Regions from separate parts of the Zea mays genome. Here region 1 is linked to region 2. A link is a contact called in public Hi-C data. All regions are on one chromosome and are shown on one strand. Each heading gives the region's core, a stretch centred on a gene start, on an enhancer-like site or on the middle of the called end of the contact. The rest is flanking DNA. Distances are from core to core; before and after follow the strand shown.

Region 1 (5,357 bases), core at 73-2,572, 270 kb before region 2:
ATTGTTGGCTTCCTTCGTGCATGACATTGTTGCTATCATTATGAAAAGGAAATAATTAGATGGTTTCATGCGTATGCATACATATAACATGTCTTTTGAAAGAATGGGTGAAGGCAGGGCCGGGCCAGTAAAATCTAAGGTCCTATACAAAATTCCGGAATATCAATCTATAAACTAGAACTATACTAATATAGGCTATAATAGTATGATAAAAATATTATATTAAGAGTTGTGTCTAGCTGTCTATTCAATTTTGTATTGTATAATTTTACTTGGATAGTATTATTCTTTAAAAATAAAATCTTGAACGATATTTACGTTTAAATGGAGATGTAGTCGTGATCAAAGACAAAGACACCATACAAACAACTGATTTGACTCATGAGAAGAAGATTTGCTTAGAGATTAGTTGATTTATTTTCCTTACTGAGCTAATTACTGAACTGTGTATTGATTAAACTATTGATGACTATTATTTTAGGGGCTTGGAGGATTGAGGCCCTGTTCGTGGGCACCGGCCGCACGTGCCTCCGTCCGGGCCTGATTTTTCCTTCATAACCCGAAACCATTTCATAACAGAAAAATGGTAGCTAAACAGATTCGATAGTAAGCTCCCACTGAAAATGGCGTCTAGCGAAGTAGATAACAAACTCTAGTAGTTGCTCTAGCCTACAGAGTGTGATTGCATGGTACTACTGCATGCAAGATCTTGCATCTTGGCAGTTTGAAGTGAGTTTTTTTTCCCGATCCATTGTAAGTGAGTTTTTTCCCGATTTATCATACTTGTCCTGATCAAAATTCTGCTCTTCTGTTTTGGCAGTTGTGTAGTACGAGACACGCTGAAGACTAGGGAACAAAAGCTGAGAATTATAGTTTTTCGGCCAAGAAATTCGCCGAAAAAATAGATATTTTTTAATATGTCCCATATTTAATTTTAATTTATGAAATTCGCCGAGAATTATAGTTTTTCGGCCAAGAAATTCGAAATTCGTTTTTAATGTAAAAAACCATACGCATTACAAACAAATCCTATCAGAACTTTAATTTTTTTAAACTCAATTATCATTTTTAGTAAAGATACCCAATTTCGTCACGGATTTCGGTAAAAAAAATCCGATTTTCGTTTTAAAAAACGTTAAAATGCAAATTGGTTGAGAAATTTGAAAGATCTTTTTGCTGAGCAAAAAAATACGAAGTAGAAAAAAACGAAATAGTTAACCCTTGTGGGACACAAAGGAAAACTGAAAACGAGGCGGAGTGGTGGCGGCCTGGCGGGACTTATCCGTGCAATTCATTCCAGTCCAGCGATCCAATCCAAAGAAGCCTCCTGCTGTCCACCTCATTCCCCATCCGTCCCCGTGGGAAGCGGGGCAAAGCGACGTACGCTACCCTTTGCGTGCGCGTAGCATTTAACCAAGCAACTCCCAATCCCCACTCCTCCCCCACCATTTCTTCCCTCTCGCCTTCCCCTCCGCCGGCAATCCCACGTCCAATCAGCCGCCGCTCCAGCCTTCCATCCATCCATCCCGTGAGCGCCTGCCGCCCTCCACCGTTTCTGTCGATTTCCCCGCGCCTCCTGACCCTACCCGATTGTTTTTTCTGTTCCAGGTAGCTGCTCTCTATTACGCCAGCGATCGAGAGACCAAGAGGAGCAGGAGCGATGGCGAGGAGCTCGTTCAAGCTGGAGCACCCCTTCGGTTCGTCCCTCCGATTCCTGATTCCCCCCTCCTCATCCGGGCTTCAGCTCTTGTTATTGGTCGTGCTAGGGTTTCGGTTGTTTGGCTGGTACTGGTAGATGGTACCCCGTGCGGACCTATCAATCAATCGATTCCTTGAATTTCCTAGGTTATATAAGCAAAGCTTTGTTGGGGGCGGGCGGGGGTTGGTCTGTTCTATCGTTTCGCGATCCTGTGATGGTTGGATACATGTTTTATTTTTGTTTGGGGGGGGGGGGGGCGTGGTGGGAATCTGCAGCTTTGATGGAGTGCTCGTGGTAATCTGCACTAGGCGATTCATAGGCTGTGGCACCCACAGTTTGCTGTGTTGTGTAGCAGCTTAACATGATCCGGCACAGTTCGTACCGACTCCAGCAACTAGTAAATTCCATCATTTGCATCTGGTGCTCTTCGTTGCTAAATTTTTCCGAACTCGTTCTCAAGCTGTAACTCCCCAGTTTACATTATCTTATCAGGTTTAGGCTGTACCTACATCCGCGGAATGGTTTGTCTGTTTCCTGTGCATGCCTTACCATTGCATGGTTCTTATTCAACACTTGGGGGTTATACAAATGTACCCTTTCGCCTTAAAATGTCTGAATTCTCATTATACCTATGTTCTATGTTTGTAGAAAGGAGGCAAGCTGAGGCTAACCGCATCAGGGAGAAGTACCCCGATAGAATTCCTGTAAGCCTTAAGTAATTGTTATCCATGCCCTCTGATCATTTTCCACGATATAGCTTTTGTTCTCATCCAAATCGGGTAATGTAGGTCATTGTTGAGAAGGCCGAGAGGAGTGACATCCCAGACATCGACAAGAAAAAGTCAGTTCCGAACCATTTCAAGATTATTTCAATTGCATTTCTTGACTTTTATGGTTTTTCCTGACATTGCAATTTTTTTCCCTGTACTTCTGAAAGTAGTTTTACCGATTGTCGTCGTCGACTTTGTCAAACTCTTCATAATGCAAAACTGCTGGATGTAGGCATTATCCCTTGTGCAGTTGTGCCAATCATGCCTTTGAAGTTGTTTATCTCTACTCCCAACCAAGAGTCTGTTGTCTGTTCCTTGTGCAAGTTGCCATCTAGAGATTGATTGTTTGCTGCATTAGCGTATCCCTTGGCCCTTGCTTCTACCATCTTCCAGCATTAACCAATTCAGAAGGAACTCTTGCTTATCGGTACAAGCCAAGACCAGCTTGCAGCATCTGTGTGCCTCCAAGTAACATGCGATTGCTTGCATGCAGGTACCTTGTCCCCGCCGACCTCACAGTGGGACAGTTTGTGTACGTGGTGCGGAAGCGCATCAAGCTCAGCGCCGAGAAGGCGATCTTCATCTTCGTGAAGAACACCCTCCCACCAACAGGTTTGCCATACCATCGTGGGGAAAAACAAAATAAAACCTACCTGTCCATGGTGCCCGTGTGTACAATGCTGTTACTTTTTCTTGTCCATGCAGCTGCCCTGATGTCTGCCATCTACGAGGAGAACAAGGACGAGGACGGGTTCCTCTACATGACCTACAGCGGCGAGAACACCTTTGGGCTGCTATGAGTGGCGCCGCGCCGCCGTGGATCGACGTCGGACAATGCCCCTCCTCCTGTAAATACTTAAAAAAAAAATAGGCGTCTCAAGAATCCGTGTACATAATAATCTGGCATGTCTTGCATCAAAAGCAACTCGTTGCGTCCACTGTCTGTTGAAACTATTGAAGCGTACTAAACATTTAAGCAACTCGTTGCGTCCACTGTCAGCTCTGGGTTGCTTCAGAAGTTCTGTCACCTGCTGCGTCCTCCGTGAGCTTGTCGATGTGGCAAAGTAACACAGGGTGCCTGTGGTCATTCCACCCGTTTAGGTACTAGCATGTTGCTGTTACTTTGTTGTTGTTGTTGTTGTTTATTTAGAATTAACCGCTCCTGAGGCAGTGGCACCGACTGGTTAACGGCGAGTTCTAACCTGACCCGCCGGCATGCCGACTGCACTGGCAAACCGATGGCGGCGAAGAAGGGCACCGGCATGCGGCCAGCAGCGATGGAACAGCAGCCGTGTGCCTGCAAGATTCTGGTTCGGTTGCGTTTGGATCAATGGAGATCTCGTTTCATCTCAGGATTCTGGTTCGGTTGCGTTTGGATCTAAGGGAGTTGAGAGATTAAATCTCTTCCATTTAATTTTAACTAGGGAGAGATTTAATCCTCTTGAGCCTGTTCGGTTAGTCTAGATTGCAGATAGGAATTGTTCCAGCATATGAAGATTATATAAATTAGCGAATCATCTCGACCCGTTCTGGAGGAACCGAACGTGCCCTGCATAACTCCCTTTGATCAAGACGTTACCAAATAAGCCCTCGGTGAGCTAGCTAATTGGTTTGCTTGATTTCAAGACATCTTTGCTCCTGCATATATAGAATGCATGTATCAGAGATTTTATACTGATGTTTATTTCCTCGCGGTACAGGTTACACTCTTTAGGGCCTGTTCCTTTCTCTAGGATTGAACCAAGATTTGTTTCCAGCTCATCAAAATTTATATAAATTAGAGAAGTCTAGGAACTATTCCAGAGCTCTATTCCGTGGAAACAGAACAGGCCTTAATCTTTATTCTATACTGCATTCCTCAATCAGAATGAATGTGTTTCTCCCTGCTTTTCACCCTCCGCATCAATGCAGAATAGCTAGGCGTGCTGCATCTCACTATTAGTAAGTATTTTTTTTTCTTTTCCTTTTTAAAAAAGTAACGTCTACGACTCGTCAATCTTTTGTACCATTTAAGGGTGTTTAGTTTCTACAAACTATTTTTTAGTCTTTATATTTTATTCCATTTTAGTCTTTAAATTATCAAATACGGAAACTAAGGTCCCATTATTTAGTTTGAGGGATTAAAGATTAGTCCTTCCGTTTTAGTCTAATTTATTTTTTAAATTGCTAAACGGTGAGACTAAAATATGGATAAATTATTTGTCTCTAGTCTCTCAAGAGGCGACTAAAAGGAACTAAACCATATTAATTCCACTTTTGCTCCTACTTTATTTCAGTTTCACTAATGAGGGAAAATGCTAGGGGTATTTTGGTTCTCTTATGATTAATTTAACATGTTCTAAATACTTTTATTCCTTAGAACCAAATAAGGTAGGGATTTAGGGTTTAGTGCTCTAATTAAACTTTAGCTCCTGGACTAAAGAAAACCAAACACGCCCTAAAACTTTATATTTTAGTTTCTGTATTTAGTAATTTAGGAACTATAATGTAATAAAATGAATAGTCTCTATAAATCAAACATCCTTCTTAATTTGCATACTGCAGAAAGTGCATTGTTCAGGCAAAGCAGTTAGGAGAGAAATACAGTTCTCTCCTGACGTACGTTCTAGCTTGTTAAGATAACAATCCAGTTCGGCTCGGTCCATTTACAAACCGACTACAGCAACACCCGGAACAAACCGAATCAAATATCAACGCATACCTAATAAGAAACCATCATATTCGAATTTGGGTTGGGGTTTCCACCAAAATCTACTACTCCCTACTCCGTCTTGCGAAAACATAATTCTGGGTTTTGGATAGATCAAACTTTTCTGATAGGTTTGGTTAAGTTTCAAAAAAAAAATATTGACATCTATGTCTTTAAGTATATGTACTGGGAACATATT
Region 2 (5,401 bases), core at 1,673-4,172:
CCGACGTACCCGGGCAGCAGTGGCTCGCTAAAGATCAAGCAGACATGGATCAGCAGCAAGTGGTCTCACATCGATCTCATCACGCTCCCTGAAGCGAGGTGGAGGAATAGGCGACCGGAAACGGGAGCTGGAGCAGTAGAAGTTGGAGTGGTGGAGGTGGTGGACATAGCGGGTGTGGTGGATGGCTCGTGAGCGACAAGAGCTAGCGAAGTGGGAGGTGGAGTGGAGACTATGGCGGAAGGAGTGGGGGAGCAGTGGAGCGAGGCCGAGACGCGAGGCGACAAACTCGATAGGCAATCTGATCAGAAGAAATCTAGAGCTGGTCTCCCTTCTCAGCCTGATCTGTTGTTGCTGATGCCGCTGCACGTGCGGCTCGGTCCAGGCGACTTTTCTTCCTGCCCTCTTGCTGCTCAAGATAGACGGTCTTGCCCTTGACCTGTATGAAGGGGCAAGGAGGGTCCTCGTCATCTCCTCCCCTGATGGTGTGACGTTCTTTGCCCTCACCATCCTGAACTGACTGCTGCAAGATAGAGTGAAAAGATAAGCGAGAGTAGAGAGCAGTAGATAAGTCATCAAATAGAGTGATAGCTACCTGGGAACTTCTCGAGAGAGAAAAGATCCAGGTAGGACAGGAGATGTGCAAGCGAGCAGGCGAAATCACTGAAATGACAGAAGAGGTGAGCACGTATTAGTCACATAGTCATAAGTATATGAAATGTGAATAAATACATACACAGAGAGTTATGACACAAAAACTGAGTGATTTGGAGAAACAGAGGTCAAACGGTGCGAGAACGACGTTTGAACGGTGAATTGTGCCATAGAGAGTTTGAAATTCGAAATGGGCGATGAAATGACTTGGAATTGAGCCGATACTTCACAGATAGGTATATATGAGTGAAAATGAGTGAAGTGGGTGCTTGATTTGAAGTTTGGCAGAGGAAAAATATTTTTGGCACTCGACGCAAAAAGATTCGCTATAAAGGGAAGGTGGTGGGATAACATGTGTCTGGGATATTGGATAGGGGTGAAAATCGGTGTGTTAGATACTGGTAGTAGCTGGAGTGTGCTGGAAAAAGTTGGGGTCGATTTGAGCGATTTTGACTGGTTTGGGCATTTCACCGAACACTTGGCATGCGAGGTTTTTGAATAACGGTGAAATAGCTATTTTAGTGAATGAAACCCTCCCTAGGGAGCTCAAAACCTGCAGGGGAGCACAAAGGACGTCTCCAGAACAACCAAAACCCATAAGAGAGCTTTCGACTTCCACTAAAGGACGTCTCTAGAAGATCATAGAAGTACGAGGGTGGTACCTAGTTATGGCGATGATCCTAGACTCGTGTATCCCAAGCGCCTTTGGAGGCACAAGGCTAACGATGGGTCGCCTCGACACGTCAAAGGTGGGATCGGGCTTGCTCTATCGAGCCTAGCGACCTTGCCCAAGTTTGAGGTTGTCCGAGGCCCCGAAATGGGGATGCCCTTGTGACCCTTTGTTACCTTCGTGGATCCTCTAGGGGTGAATATGGATGGTAGTCGCATTAGGCTTCCCTTTTGAGCCGACCGATCGTGTCGCCTTGGGCCATAGACCTAGGTCCTTTTTGGTAGAACCCCTCAAAGCTCGGTTGATGGAGGTGCCTTCAGTGGAGCTTAGGTTTGGTGGTGCCTAAGGGGTAGTAACGGTGGTGAGGTGCGGGTTGCAAAATGTACCCATACACGTAAGCTAGTTAATTAGGCTAGTATGAAGTATGTTTGTAAAACAACCTATAAACCTATTATGGAGTTATATGAGAGAACAACCAAACAACCTATAAACCTATTATGGAGTTATTTAAGAGAATTAGGTGGCGGAGAACTCATTATGCTTGAGTATGGCACCAGCCATATCTAATCTTTTAATACGCATATATTATATTATGAACACCAAGTAATATGTGGTGTGATGGTTAAAACCTGATATTTGTAGAAGCAAGTTGCAAGTTTGACAAGTTTGAATCCTGCTTGTGCAACATTGTTTATCATTTTTCCTTTTTCCTCCTTCTAGCTAGCAATATCTTCCTTTTCTTTTGTCATTCGACACGGGTTGTTAGGCTATGTCCGGTAGGTTCCTTATTTCATCCCTTATTTCTAACTTAATTTTGCAAACATTGTCATATACAGTTTCACGTCCTCTATTTTACACTACTCGCTGGAGACAGCCTTAGTAGCTATAATAATAAATAATTTAGTTATACAACTAACTGATGTGGATATGCTAGAGAGCTATTTAGATTTTTTAATCGTCTAACATATATGCACGTGACATGTCACCACTCCACGACTTCAGACTTTAAATTACACGTAATATGATATTCACATAACGTGGTGAGGTACAGTGCATTTATGTCACCTTTGAAATACTAATTAGGAAAAAAGGCTGAATTCACCGTGGTCTTCTTAAGAACTTTCAGGGCTGTGTCTGAAACTCTGAATAAATACACCAAAATGATCGCAGAAGTCGGACTGCTCGTGAGACGCACACAATTTGTGTGGTCCAAACTCGCGCGAGAAGCTCGACCTAAAACTCTCACGCTCACTCAGCATACGCGCACTTTGTGCACCCACTTCCACTGCTTCCGGGGCCCACGACTCCCTAACACACACGTCATCTGGTCCGTCCCAAGTTTCAAGCTTTCAACCACCACACAAACCGCCTGCGTCCTCGTAGCATTTCGCACAGCTCGACCAGTCCTCAGATGGCTTCCACGTGGCACGCCCAGCATCCCCTCCCTCCACGCTCCGCTGCCCGCGGTCACGGGACTGCCATCACTGACTGTCGGATCCTCCAGAGAACGGCTCAGATCCTGCCCGGACCGGCGCGGGCAGCACCCACGCTGCTATTTAAAGCACCCCCACTCCGCTCCTCTCATCCTCGCCCGCAACACCATTTCCGAACGGGTCGCGCCCGAGCCCGATATGCCCGCGAAGCCCAGGCCCAGCCAGACCCAAAGCGATGCGACGGAGATCGTGAGATCGCGCGCCGCAGCCTCCTCCCCCGCCCCCGCCGCCGGCGATGACCTCCGCAGTCCTCGCCGGCCGGAATGAGGTCCACCAGGCGCATCAGCACCACCGCCAATGGGCTGGCGCCCGCGTCCCGCTCATGCCCAAGCCGTCCTCCAACCCTAACCCTAGGCGCCACCGCGCGGGCCCAAACCCTATCCCCAGTGGCTCGCCGCCGGAGCCGCGGGCCGCTCCGGCCGTCGCGGCCGAGCCCTCGCCGTCGCCTTCGGGGCACCTGAACTTCAGGCCGTCGGAAATGACCCCCGCCGAGGCCCGGCACCTCCGCGCGCGGCTCACCAGCGAGCTCTGCCGCGTCCGCGCTTTCCTCTCCCGCATCGACTCGTGGCAGGACGGGCAGCGCCGGCGCCGGGGCCCCGAGCCCCCCGCGCGCGGCCCGTCCCCGCCGCCGGCGCTGGTGGAGGCGATGCGGAAGCGGTGCGCGGACATCCTGATGCGGCTGCGGAGGTCGAAGAAGAGCGTGTGGTTCAACTCCCCGGTCGACGTGGAGGGCCTCAAGCTGCACGACTACCGCGCCATCATCCGGAGCCCCATGGATCTCGGCACCGTCAAGCAGAACCTCACCGCCGGCCGGTACCCCTCGCACGAGGCGTTCGCTGGCGACGTCCGGCTCACCTTCAACAACGCGCTGCGGTACAACCCGCCCGACCACCACGTGCACAGGTACGCCGGCAACCTCCTCGCCTCGTTCGAGGGGATGTACAAGGAGGCCGTCTCGTGGTTCGAGCAGCAGCGCCAGCAGCTCGAGCCACCAATGCAGCCCGATTTGCCGCCGCCGCCACAGCTCCCGGTCGTCTCTGTGCCAGTGCAAGCGCCCCCGAGGATGGGTGGGGGCGGGAGGAGGCCCAAGCCCAAGGCCCGGGAGCCAAACAAGAGGGAGATGGACGAGGAGGAGAAGCAGAAGCTGAGGGTAGAGATCGAGAACTTACCCGAGGAGAAGATGCTGAATGTGCTGCAGATTGTGCAGAAGAGGAACAGCGATCCAGCGTTCACTGGGGAGGTTGTCGAGCTCGATTTCGACGAGCTGGATATGGAGACCCTCTGGGAGCTCGATCGGTTCGTGGTCAATTGGAGGAAGGCTCTGAAGAAGAGCCAGCGGAACTCTATGGTGAATGGCGATGCTGCCGCGGCGGTGAATGGAGACGCCATCGATGTGACAGTTGTTCCGGACGACGACGACATGGTCGAGGTTGCTGTCAATCCGTCCGTGGCGGTCGAGATCGGAGAGTCGGTATGGCATTCAGAAGGGCTCTGGCTGTTTTTATATGGTCTTTTTAACCAGTGATGTTTGGACTGCATTCCGATGTTGATCCTGTTTTGTTTCGTTTCGTTTCGTTTTTGGACAGGCTGACGTTCCAGAGAAAGAAATGGAGGCCGAGATGGTCGACGATTACGTGGATATAGGCGACGAGATGCCGACAGTGAATTACCAGTCAGTGGAGATCGAGAGGGATTCCCCGGCGGCTGCCAGCAGCTCAAGCGGATCAGGAAGTGGCTCGTCTTCATCCAGCGGTACAGCTCAAATGAGTAATCTGTCACCATGAATGGAATGCAGAGTTATCGATTGAGTAGCTCGTTAACTCGTTAAAACAAAATTCCTTGCAGATTCCGACTCGGACTCCGATTCTGACGGGGACGATGCCAGCGCCCCGCACTAGGTGTGGCTGTTGTTGCTGTTTTATCTGACTGTACTGTAGGATTAGCGATGAGTAGGTGACTGAAAAGGTTCCATTTGATGAGGCGTTTTGAAGAACGGTATAGAGAAGCCTGTAGGGAACTCTTGTTCATGCAATGCAAGTGGTTGTGTTCGTCTGTGTATGTGTGGGTGCAGCATTTAGGTTGTCGGTACTTGGGTGATGGGTAGGTGGTAGATGCTTGGGTAGATTGGGAGGCTTCTGTAAAGAGGGGAATATAAGCTGGAACAAAGAGGAAAAGTAGCAATGCCGGCCGGGGCATTTCTTCATGACGTCTGCTGCTTTCTTTGTACTACTACTCTCTTTGTTCTAAAGTATAATTTATTCTTTTTTTGGGGGTGGGGGGAGTCAAATCATATCAACAGTCAAACTTATAACATTTATGACACCAAATAGTTATCACTTTGAAATATAATTAATAAATGACACTTTTATTACATAAATTTGGTTAAAATACTCTTGAGTCTTCGAACTCTTTCAGGAAGGCTAAAGTAATTTATAATTTAGTTAAAATCACTTATAACTCGGAACAGATGGGAAACTGCGGTAGCCGGTATGGGCGCATCAGAAAAAGTTCGCTGGAGTGCCGTGATTTGGTGCCGACACACTGAAATACCGTCGATCTGCAGGCTGCCACCGGCCACCGCATCAGA

The links. Hi-C and Micro-C count contacts between places; a contact is called where the count stands out from the background.
Region 1: a Hi-C map of ear shows a contact between it and region 2, with 3 times the contacts expected there. The contact joins the promoter of LOC100240698 here to the promoter of LOC100279725 in region 2. A contact is called at or near these places in 10 of 25 Hi-C or Micro-C datasets (bundle sheath, ear, endosperm and 4 more) and 1 of 3 datasets of contacts at active chromatin or transcription factors (leaf).

What each region holds. Positions count from the first base shown.
Region 1 is chr4:29,947,031-29,952,387 of Zm-B73-REFERENCE-NAM-5.0, reverse strand. It overlaps LOC100240698, which reads left to right and starts at 1,322. Exons shown (of 6, transcript NM_001144024.1): 1 at 1,322-1,528; 2 at 1,609-1,697; 3 at 2,348-2,403; 4 at 2,488-2,540; 5 at 2,963-3,081; 6 at 3,175-3,573. The coding sequence starts at 1,661. The coding sequence ends at 3,269. It also overlaps the pseudogene LOC103655191.
Region 2 is chr4:29,680,804-29,686,204 of Zm-B73-REFERENCE-NAM-5.0, reverse strand. LOC100279725 (Transcription factor GTE7) reads left to right here and starts at 2,922. Exons shown (of 3, transcript NM_001152684.1): 1 at 2,922-4,285; 2 at 4,401-4,566; 3 at 4,660-5,016. The coding sequence starts at 3,050. The coding sequence ends at 4,712. LOC103653000 (a long non-coding RNA gene) reads right to left here. Exons shown (of 2, transcript XR_565181.4): 2 at 4,731-5,401.